2 separate regions of the Danio rerio genome follow, and region 2 is linked to region 1. The links are chromatin contacts, called in public Micro-C maps. All regions are on one chromosome and are shown on one strand. Each heading gives the region's core, a stretch centred on a gene start, on an enhancer-like site or on the middle of the called end of the contact. The rest is flanking DNA. Distances are from core to core; before and after follow the strand shown.

Region 1 (6,023 bases), core at 1,081-3,580:
CACACACCATTAAGTTCACAGAGGGTGTTTAATGGGCAGTGTGTAGCAGGCGAGTGTGTGTTTGTTGTTAATGAACAGTGTCGGAAATGATGCTCTAAAACAATGCTGTACCTATATCCCTGTGGGAAAAACACCTCAGGGCTTCTCCTGGATGTGCATATCTCTCATTTCCATTTGACCCTCCATGCATAAACACTACAGCATGCATAATGGTTAATGTGGCAAAAATTCAAACTATGATGATCCTGCACTGATGGGGTTTAACTTTCTAATACAGGTCTGAACATGTCTGCTCTGGTGTAAAACTCCTGACACATGGTTTTGTCATGGTTTTATGGTCATTGAAGCTGAACTGAACGACTTTGGCCGCATACCTGAGCATGAGTCTTTCCCGCCGGTAGCTGATGACATCATTCAGGAGTCTACAAGCATTCGAAGAAGGAAAAAAAAAGAAACGCGGGAAAGTTTTCCAGCAGCCGTGTACGGGGTCTGTTATTACCATTTTTGGGCAGACTTGCTCCCTGACAAGCCCAGCCCAAACCGCAGCGGATTCCAGCACTCGTTTTCTTTTTCCTCCCCGTTTCCAAAGGGGAGGAAAAGAGTGTGGGAGCGACAAATGTTGCACTCATATTTCAAATAGTTTTTAAACTTCTGTGCAAAAAAAAAAAATCACATCCGAGAGATTTGTTAAAACATCCCCCTCCCCCAACTAATTGTCTACCGGAATGCATTTAACTGAGCTGGCATCCGAGAACCGGTTCTAGACCTGGACCGTTACACAAACCGGAAACAAACGATTCTCATCTACTGACTCTCGCTTCTGTCAACCGCGACTTATTCTACCGATAAACACTGAATGATGTACCTAAACACTCTGACTGTTTTCTGGTAAATACTGTACACCGTAACACCGCTACCGAGTCTAGGAATCAATCCAACTGCCAAACGAACCAAGCCATTGGTGATTCCAAACCACATAGCAAATTCTGATTCTCAAACAAACGACTCATTTGAACAAATCATGTTAGTGAATCAAAAAGAATTATGACTCGTTCCAACATTATTTTGACTCGCTAGTGAACCCCAAATTATTACTTTCATCGATAAAGGAACTAATATTTGATCAACTTTTAACTGACTCGCTGTTCACTTGACAACGACGTGTAGTTAAAATTCACAACTTCTGATCTGTATTTACAAGAAACAAACAAATATACCTAATTGCAAAACCAAAATCATTATCATAAGCCCTTGCTGCATCTATTCTGTTGTAATCAGAATTAGCTCATTATTTGGCAACAGACAGCTGGGGACAGTGAGTGCAATGAAATTGCAGTTCTTGTTTCAAAAGACATTTCCTCGTATGACTGAAGTCGTTAAGGGGAATCGGAACCACAATGAGGCTCATCCATGGGTTAAACCGTAAGAGCGTAAATAAAGTGAGCTCGTGCTCTCGGCGCGCGCCCGCAGCGGATCATATGAGCCGCATTCATGGAGCAGAGGCTGCTGTCGCTGACATCTGTTGCGCGCGGTGAGCAGAAGCGGTGGGCGCTCGGTGTCCGGTGATCAGGGTCCGGATCGGTTGACTTGGGGGCGGGCCGTGATAATGCTCAAATGAATGGAGAGACAGAAGAGAGAATAGGAACATGCGCAATCCCGCAACAGATGTTCCTCAAGTTTCTTATAATGAAAGCTGATAGTTTGAGAATATGTATAGATGCCCTACAATCTATAAGATAAACAAATACGATAGACAAAAATAGTGATTAATCCATGCGTCGCACTGCAAAGTCTATTTCACCAGCAGTCACACAACTCAAGAAACCGCACGCCACGGGGCCCTTACATCGTTTTGACAATGCATTTTTACTGCTGGTTTGCATTAGGACTGTTTGCACCTTTAGCCGGTGGTGTTGAGAGATTATAGCGCATACCTTTCTCTGCTGTTTCTCCCAGGCGGGGTCGAGCAGCATATCCCGGTCCCAGTCATCTTCCTGCTGCATATAGTCGTTCTCTCCTCCATCATATTGATGGTGATGGTGATGTTGTGGATGGTGGTGGTGATCCATTCTGAACTGCTGTCCCCGTCTCTCTCCGGTCCTCCGGTCTCTCTCTCTCTCTCTCCCACAGAGCGCTGCAGTAAACACTCCCGTGCGCACTTAAAACGATGAGCACGAAACTAACGTCACTGCCTCGTTTCCCTGCCCCGTTCACTCACACCAAAGTCTGTATCTCCTCGTCTTTCTAGCTCTGTCCGTTTTTTCACCGCCGCTATCCAGAGTGGCGAGTAGGCAGAACCTCCAGCACGAGCATCGGCAGCAAAAACTTCACAGTAACGGTGAAAAAAAAGGAGGACGCCGCAGGGCGTCTGATTGGCTAGTACGCACAGCTTTAAAGCCCGCCTACTAGACACTGTGATTGGCTATTATCGCTGTCTGTTATAGATTTGGTGTAAGGGGTATCTGCATGGTCTCAGTTTAAAGGGGAGCTATATTTGTTGCATAAAACTTAAGTACATTATGCAAGTGTGTTTGCATTCATATTCTAAAATATTAATATAATGTTTTTTTTTTATTCTTGCTATTAAAGGTCTTTAATGATTTATTGCCCTGAAAGAGGCCACACCCTTTTGATTCATCTCACCGTGTCTCAGGTAACAGCGCTATGTTCCGGTTTTTGGTTGGAGGGTGTTGGTGGGAGATACAAAACTACATCGAAGATCCAGGAAATCTCACATTAATAGACTACCACCAAATCGTTAGTGGTAGGTAGTTTGGTTTCTGGTCAAACTGGTCATTAACTAATCACCTTTGATTCACAACAGACCTCATCCAGTTTATGACGTTCAAGCTTGTTTTTGGAATATAGTTGTTAAATGGATAGTTCAGCCCCACAAAATAAATTATTATTCATTTAAAATAATTTACTTATCCTCAGGCCAGATGTGACTTTTTCCCTTCAGTAGGAAAACCCACATATGAACAAATTTAACTCACATTGAGCTGTGCTCTACTACAGAAAAAAAGTCACCTACATCTTGCATTGCATGAGGCAGAGAAAATCAGCAGAGCATTGATATTTTTGGGTGGACTATCCCTTTGTCAGGCATAGCTTACACCAGCTAAAAAGCGTGTTCCAAAAGCCCGCTACTCTCTTGGGCTGGAATTTGCCAACAGGGTAATGAGCCTATGAAACTTTCACACCATTATAAATTATTAGAATAGATGAAAGTGGAAGCTCCTGCTGTGCCAGATCAAGGCCATATGTGGTCAGGCCTTCATAAAGAAGTCTGCCGAGACAGGCAGAGGATATCCCTCATATTCATCACATCTAACTGCAGCAAGAAAGCTGTGAAGTTGAAGATGTTGAGATTTCCTCCTCTAATTCCTTGTGGTTATTTCTGGAACAGGGTTGAAATGATTAGTTCTGTTTATTCATGGCATGTCTGACACACCATAGCGTGCTCTGACGCAAACATATGTTTGCCTTGTGAGTATCTGATGCTCTGCATTGGCTGAACAAGGGTCAACGGTTCATGTGATGCATTGCCATGGATATCTTATTGTCTCTTTTTGCACATCTACAAGGTCACTTTCTAGAATAATTATTCATGTTGTAAAATAAATATAAATTAGACGAATGCCTAAGGAACACTCAATAGAAAAATGTTTACTTAATCTGGATTGGAATTGCCAGCTTCAATTATTTGTTTAAGGTATAATTCATTTATTCATTTTCTTTTCGGCTTAGTCCCTTTATTAATCAGGGGTCGCCACAGCAGAATGGACTGCCAACGTATACAGCATAAGTTTTACGCAGCGGATGCCCCTCCAGCTGCAACCCATCACTGGGAAACATCCACACACACACACAACGGACAATTTAGCCTACTCAATCCACCGACAGCACTTCTTTGGACTTGTGGGGGAAACCGGAGCACCCGGAGGAAACATGCAAACTCCACACAGAAATGCCAACTCACCCAGTCGAGGCTCTAACCAGCAACTTTCTTGCTGTGAGGAGATCATGCTACCCACTGTGCCACCATGAAACCCTATTTTAGGTATAATATATGTTATATTTATATATATACCTGGGTGTTATTTTCGATTGTGATCTTAATTTTAAATCTCATATTAATCAAGTTACAAAAACATGTTTTTATCATTTAAGAAAATGTTGCCAAAATTCGTTCTTTCCTATCTTTCGATGATGCCAAGAAATTAATTCATGCTTTTATTTTCTCTCGGCTTGATTATTGCAATGCTATCTATACTGGTCTACCTAAGGGTTCTACAATGAAGTTGCAATTGATACAAAATGCAGCAGCCAGAGTTTTAATGAAATAAAAGAAACGAGAGCACATTACACTAGTATTAATAGAATTACACTGGTTTCCTGTGCACCAAAGGATAGATTTTAGGATTCTTTTATTAGTTTTTAAAGCACTACAAAATATGACACCTTCCTACATTTCTGACTGTTTAACAAAATATAATCCAAACCGTTTACTACGCTCTTCTAGTGCTGGACTTTTAGAATTTTATCCTGTAAACCTGATGCGATCTGGCCGCACTTCTTTTAGCCATTATGCTCCAAAAATTTGGAACTGTCTCCCCCTTGAAGTGAAAGAATCCCCAAGTATTCATGTTTTTAAAAAGCGTGTTAAGACACATCTTTTTAAAATTGCATATGATTAAACAAGTTTGTTAGGTGTACGCATTTTATCTATTTTGTTGTAGGTTTATGTATGTAATGTAGGGTGTGTGCCTGCATATGTAAGGACTATTGTGTGTGTGATCATGTGGATATATACTTACATTTTGTGTACATGAATGCTTTTATTTCAGTATATGTGATAAGTTTTTGTGGTCTATTTTAATGCTTTTGTTGTTGTTTGTGAGGCACTTTGAGTTGCATGTATGTTGGAAAAGTGCTATACAAATAAGTTTATTATTATATTATTACTATTATATATTATAATATATATGTTACAAAATACGAATATAAAAGACCATTTGAAAATTGTCAGATTCTCTGGATTTATTTCGTATGAGTTTGAGTGAAATGTACTTTTATAAAAGAATTGTGATTATTAAATAAAATAATTGATTCAATAAGTCCGTGAAAATAGATTCAAACAGATGAATAGGAGGGCGAATTACCATTTTGGGAGGGCGCAGTGACATCTAAAATGCCACAGAACACTATTAACATATTCAATGACAACTGTATTACAAAAAAGTGGCTACTCTTCATTTGTCAGAGCTGTCAAACTGAACACTGTTACTTAACATCCCAAATGCATGGCATCAGTTCAAAAGTCCACCTCCTCTCTACAAACCTTCAGACCAACATTCCGAAGAAGGCTGTAGTCTGGGACTAAATGCCTCTGCCATGTAGGGTAAACCCCTCCTGCTGGACAGAAGTTCCCCTCTGAACATGACAGAGGCTGGCCTTCTCTGGCATAAAACACTATTTTCACAATCAACATGCCATTTTAGAATAGACATTTATCTAGACATTTATCTTTAAATATTTATCGTATTTATCATATCTATCATATTTATCTGCCTATCTATCTATTTGTCGGTCTGTCTATTAATCTATCTGTCTATCAATCAATCAATCAATCAATCTGTCTGTCTCCCTTAAGAAAAAAATACAATAGCAACCACCACCACAGAAGAGATTTCAACTAAAATGCATTAAAACATAACAAACAATCTAATATTACCCAATATAACTTGAACATTTAAATGGTTGCTAGTTTGTTTAGGGGTTTAATATGCCGTTAATACAAAGTGAAAAAAAAAATTATATATATATATATATATATATATATATATATATATATATATATATATATATATATATATATATATATATATATAATAGTTTCTTTTCTTTTAAAAAATCATTATAGCCATTGAAACCCTCACAAATTGTATTTATATTCCCTTTTTTGCACCAAAGCACCTGTCTGTCAATCATTCTTTTACTAAATTTGAGGACCTAGAACA
Region 2 (6,379 bases), core at 3,400-5,899, 140 kb after region 1:
TGAAAATATCTCTAGTCTGATCCCACTCCATTATCAGTTAAACCCACCCAGTTTTTCAGCATTGGAAATAAACCAAAACATCTTCACACACACCCACTCGCACACACACCCATTCACATTCATTCACTCACTCAACTCACATTCAGTAATTTACACTAAAGTAGCACAATGACATATGCCACATTAATAAGTGGAAAAAGCTCAGTCTCTCACGCGCACACACATACACATTTAGTTTCAGTGCTGACTCTCTGCGGAGGCAGATCGAGAGCGGCTCTGTTTCCTCTGAGGAGTTGGAGAGCGGGAAGGAGATCTGTTGCTGGTGGATTTCTTCTCTGGGGTGCGACTGAGGGAGCGGCTGCGAGAGCGCTTGCTTCCACGCTCGGGGCTGCGACTGCGGCTTGGGGAACGAGAACGAGAGCTGCTCCTGCTGCGGGAACGACTCCTACTGCGGCTGTGGAGAGAAGAGAAACATGTTATGACCTGACACACAAAGAGGATGTTTTGGTCAATGTTGATTTAACTGCTTTGTGTCCTTATTACACGTTTTAAAATCAATGTTTGGAAATTTATATATTAATTAAATATATTAGTTCATTAAAGTTTGTAAAAAAAAAAAAAAAAAAAAAGAAGTTTTCTTTCTTGAACAAGTTTTGAAAAATTATGGAAACCTGTTGAAAAATGTTGCAGGGTGTTCCATGACACCCTGACAGAAAATACACAGAGCAAGGGCACTAGCTGCTAGAGAATGTGTGGGGAAAAAGTTGCTAATCATCATGTTTTTTTGGGATTGTCAGAAATTAACCCCATACTAGAAAGAGATTAAAATCCATTTAGACACCATTTTTAAATTAAGAAATTCCCCTTACTTGTGAGCCTTTATATTTAGGTAATATAAATTTAGATGGATGTATTCATAAAGACAACAAACTTGTTTATTCTTCTGACAGCTTGTACAAAATAAAAATTACTACATTCACCTCCAATTGAAGAACGGATTAATACAGTACACACTATACATGTCATGGATCTTTTTTTAATAACAGACGGAAAGCTTTTTCTAGTTTAGAGTTAATAGAGAAGAGTATTTCACCAATATGCCTGGATGTTTCTTGATTTGTAAATTTAAAAATTTAGATTTTGCATCTAAATATTTATCTGTTTTTGTTTAAAGGCAATCTTCAAACTTAAAATAAAAAAACAACATTTGTGGAAACCTTTTACCATTGACTTCCATAATATTTTCCTAATATGAAAGGAATCGGTTTCTTGTTAACATGATTGAAAAGAAATTCTGCATTCAACAAAAAAAACTTAATTCAACAAATAAATCTCTAACGTCACAATATTTTAAGTCTGAAAATTAGTTTAGATTAAAATGGATTTGACTAGTACTTTGAGAACTCACAATCAAACAGACTATTGTCAGGCTGTAGATAATAAACCAAAAGTTTAAGCTTATAAAATTGGCAGCTAAATTGAGTAAAAATACGTAAAAACGGTTTCTGAAGTACTCATTTATACATACTTCCTCTTGCGATCCTCATACAACTTGAGTTTGCGCCCGTTCAGGTCAGTTCCATCAAGCTTCTCGATGGCATTCTTCATATCACTGTGTGAAGCAAACTCCACCACCCTAGAAAATAAGGAAATCAGTTAACCAAAAGAAGATTTTTGGAAAGTGAAAATAAAAGTTCATCAACATACCCTTAAACTACAAACACGTGACAGTAGCTAGGTTTTCATCCAAAAATGCTAATTAATGGACAAAACAGGAATATCACAAAAGACGTGCGAATAAAGCAGCGTTTCCATCCAACGAGTGAAAGAGAAAAGTCACTTGCTGATTAACTGGCAGCAAAAATTAAATATAAAAACCGAATTTGCTGCAGTAGAAGCTGTGGGAAGCTTTTCTTCATTTATTAAATGATGTGTGACTCAGAAGACTAGGCTGACACACAATGAACACGCAAGCATTTAAAAGTGTAAGATGCAGAGCACAGACGCTCTTGACATTATGCGTATAAAAATGTGGATGGAAACACAGCTAGTAAGAGCAGGCTTGTGTTTATACGAACATGAACTTACCCTTCATTCTTTTTGGTCCTGTGTGCATCCACAAAAGTGACTTCTCCAACCTTCCTCATCAAGTCCTTCAGGTCCTGTAGGAGAGCACAGAGTACTTAAATGACATGTTTTCAGAAAAACAGCACCGAGTCACAGACTGCAGTTTAGCACCCACACATTATATACACACTGCATTCTGCAGCATCTGCTCTAAAATGTGCACTGCTGCACCTGTAGAAAGCTCCCTCAACAGATGGCGTCTTACCGGTGGATCTGTCCCAGTTATTAAATTACCAGAACAGTTTTCAGCAACCCAGGTTTCTTTAAGATGGCCCTCTGATGGAGACACGCCTGACTAAAGCTAGTTCCTGAGAACAGGTTCTCAATTTGGTTAAGTAGATTTTGTGCAAATCTCAAGTCTACCTCCCAGCAATCTCTCCATTTACAGCTAACGCCAGATTTAAAGTGACAGATCCCTCTTAACCGTGTAACTATCCAGTGTGATGAGCTACTTACCGTTCCAAACCACAGAAGGCATTAGCAAAGAGCCACTTGTCCAAATAGCAAACTGAAGCAATGAAGCGTTAAAACGACCTCGGAATCGACCCATCCGGCCTCCGTAAGAACGGACCCCACCAGAGAGAGAGAGAGAGGATGGGGGAGGGGCCAAAACCCTGCACCCCTCCCCGCTTCAGCACCAACAGAATAAGACCCAAACATCAGATCGGAGGGGATGGAGCAGATCTGACATCACAGACCCTCCAGAGAGCGGCTACCCAGCTCCTCTAAGGCTATCCTGTGCTACGGCTCTGTTTGGAGCTACGGACCCAGCCAAGACTTAGACCGGCAGACATTGCATGACGGGTGAGGCACCACAGGGACACTATTGAGAACACAACCAGGGGAGGGCGCTATGCACCTCGCAGGCTGTGCATGCAACTCCAATTAAAGAATACCAGAGCACAGCTGTTAAAGAAAAGGTTTGAAAAACATGGGTCTGGGTTAGAGAACCTTTCAGCATTCAAATCATCATTTATGTAAGGTTTGGCTGAGGTGAAGAGTAAATTCCAGTTTAACAGTAACAATAACTATTGCTTTGTGTGCTTGTACTGATGTCAATGGCAAACGAAATGCAGAGTTGATGAAACGCTTACAACAGTAGGCCACTATGCCACTCTGATAGTGCGGGGAGCTCACCTGCCAGCTGATGCGAGAGGAGAGATTCTCCACTATGATTCTGTGCTCTGTGCGCACTGGTGGTCCATACCTGTGAAAAGGGCAGGGGTCAATTCGAAGGACTGAATCATACGGGAAAAATACCAGTACTCAAAACGCAAACAAACCTGGAACCGCCACTGCGGGACTGACGATAACCTCCAAAGCGTGGAGAGAAACGACCTCCCATTCCTGGGCCACCACCTCTTCCTCTGCGAGAGCGGGCATGCTCAATGGTCACCCTAGAGTCAAGACAGCAGCATTAAGCAACAGTGAAACAAAACTGATCTATTGTTATGCTAACAGTCAACAAAACTCATGGGATATTTCAATGAAAATTATTTTCATGACTCGTTAAAACCAGTGTACGCAGCACTGGATTCAGTCTCACCTCTCACTGCACAGCTCTTTGCCATTCAGTTCATACACTGCATCATCTGCATCCCTGTAGTCGTCAAACTCCTGTAAACAAAAACAGACAGCAGGGGGCAGTAAGACACTGACTTCACTTGCACGTCTCAAGCAAAAAAGACCCTCAAGTGTCTTAATACTCACCACAAAGCCAAACCCGTTTTTCAGGTTAATCTCTCGGATACGTCCGTAGCCTTTGAAGAACTTCTCCACATCTCTTTCACGAGCATGAGGGCTCAGACGGCCAATAAACACACGACATCCACTCATGGTGATGAAAGTTTTTTTTAAATATCTGGGTTTAGAGAAAGGCAAGTTAAATCAACAGTTTGGCAACAACTATGAACTGTATGGAGAAAAAAAAAGTTCACGCGCCGCCCTGTTGGTCATTAACAGAATAACCGCTGGATAATCATTTGTAAAAGTCCAGTCAGTCCATGTAAATCATTAATAAACATCACGACAAACTATACGTGAATCTAGGACAAAAAAGGGTTTCTGCTATACCCGGTCCTCCAACAAACATTGCGTGAGCAACAACGGCTTTACTGAAGCGTTTGATTTCCCGCTTACGTTACAAAACGGCACGTTTCTCTGCAGAACTTCATAATTTGTATTTAAACAATTACTACACACACTGCAACGGTAGGTTACTGAAAACACAAATTGATACTAAGTTACAAATAATAAATTCTACAAAAAAGTTTAATAACTTTGAGAAAATAATCCGCATCTAACGTGACAAACACGCACCAGCCTCGCGGCCGAGGCCTAGCCCACATGCGCAGAAACATTTACTTCGATGTCAAACCATAAAAACAAACCAAAAACGTTAAAACGAAGAACATTTGCAGCAATAAATCTAACATGAATAACAAATCTAACAATATAACTAAAATAAAAGATGATAACTAAGGAAATCAGCTACGTCCTCTCACCTCTGGATACCGAACAAAATGGCGTTGGCCTCGATACTGGAGAACGCGGCCACGCGCAGAAGTATATATATGCGTGTTCACGCGCGGGGGGAGGGTAAAGGCGAGGCTCGTGCATGCGCACGTAAACCCATCGAAATAGGAACCCATCTATGGTTTCAATTTCACATACATACACTGGTTGTGGTTCGTCACAACACAGCCCTTGGTTTATATTCAGTTGTTAACGTTAGCCTATATTTTATACTTTAGCATCTGAAGTCAGTTTATGGAGGATTGATCTAGTCTGGAAGTTATCAGGAAACTGGAGACAGACATCACATGAGCTAAGCAAAGGAAGAGTCACATGAGAACAATGACTCTTGGGATTAGGTGTGAATTAATTTAATCAATGTTTAAAAATAATACAGAAATGAGCATCTCCACCCAGTGACAGCAATGAAGTTCTGGAGAAAAACACTTTTAATTTCTTTATTCTCTAATCATCTGTAAATATCTGAAATCATCCATCACATCAAAACAAGAAGTACTAATCGAGGCTAGAAATGGCATCAGTGGGGAAAGCCTATAAAACGAGTCTTGCTGAACTAGTAAAAGATCACAGTTGTGGACTAAATAAAACAAAAATAACATTATAAGAATCAGGCTCTAACGGTTGATAAGATCTTTGACAAAACAACAGTAAATAATCATATTCCAAATATAAAATTCAATTATATAAATACGTCTCCAAATACATCCCACAGATTTGACACCCATGTTGCCACCTACAATGCCATGCCATCCTGAGAGACAGAGGGGAATATGGGCTTCTAGAAGAGATTTGCAAATAGAGAAGCAAAATGGCACAGAAGCATCAAAATAATACTGAAAGACGAATCATTTACTCTTATATATACCATAGTCAGGGTATACCACATTTTTAATATTTATAATTTATAATGAAGATTGCCGTTGACCTTTTTTAGCTGACAAAATTTTCTACCACTGTTTGTGGTAAGTTTTAAAATTGCCAAATTACCGACCCATTGAACAAACTGTACAACTGTTTGACAACAAAAATTTGATATTGTGCACACCTTAACTAAGGTCTAAAGCCTAAAAAGGCCTTTAGTTGTGGCCTTCAGTTGAAAACAATTCACTACTTTTAAAATCTGAACAGATTTTAAAACACTAGGCATCATACACTTGCTTTGTTACAGAGAAAATCTGGGCATCATACATTAAGGAGTACATGTACCACCAGACTGAACACACACACAGAAACGTGTGTCATTAAACCAGGGCTTGTTCGATATCCCCCAACTTGGATGTAATCATAATCTGAAGCTTTTTTTTTACTCTTCAGACTGGCTTTGGTTTTTGGCAATTGATGCTGACTCTTCCAGACATAGAACCGGGGAGTATGTCTGTGCAAATGTAGCAATGTGTGATTACTGGACTATTTATTCAGCCTGTACGTTTAAAAGGCAGATAGCACAATACTGAAAGCCAAGAGTGACCATTAACACCTCTGCAACACACATTCCCTCTCTTCTTAACCACTCAGCTGTTGCATTCAATCACAACACAGTAAGACAGTACTGATACCAGAACTGATGTGCAGACCACACCCACACTTACCCACCCTACCCCCTCAACATCAGCCGCACAAATGCCCCCTTTGTGTCCTCAACGACAGGGCAACAGCACTCTTTTGTTTCAGCTGAGTCCAGCATATCAATGGCTTACAGTTAAAAGGCTGCAATTTC

The links. A called contact is a pair of places that touch in the nucleus more often than the background predicts.
Region 2: a contact with region 1 is called in a Micro-C map of caudal fin, with 1.9 times the contacts expected there. The contact joins the promoter of srsf5a here to the promoter of actn1 in region 1. A contact is called at or near these places in 1 of 18 Hi-C or Micro-C datasets (caudal fin) and 1 of 4 datasets of contacts at active chromatin or transcription factors (embryo).

What each region holds. Positions count from the first base shown.
Region 1 is chr13:39,855,170-39,861,192 of GRCz12tu, forward strand. It overlaps actn1 (actinin, alpha 1), which reads right to left and starts at 2,331. Exons shown (of 22, transcript NM_001168286.2): 1 at 1,935-2,331. The coding sequence starts at 2,069. It overlaps LOC141377037 (a long non-coding RNA gene), which reads left to right. Exons shown (of 2, transcript XR_012388837.1): 2 at 50-2,325.
Region 2 is chr13:39,996,495-40,002,873 of GRCz12tu, forward strand. It overlaps srsf5a (serine and arginine rich splicing factor 5a), which reads right to left and starts at 4,650. Exons shown (of 8, transcript NM_200867.1): 1 at 4,632-4,650; 2 at 3,838-3,988; 3 at 3,674-3,744; 4 at 3,411-3,524; 5 at 3,265-3,334; 6 at 2,089-2,162; 7 at 1,529-1,636; 8 at 1-454. The coding sequence starts at 3,963. The coding sequence ends at 238. It overlaps LOC794838 (deubiquitinase DESI2), which reads right to left. Exons shown (of 7, transcript XM_073920182.1): 7 at 4,997-6,379.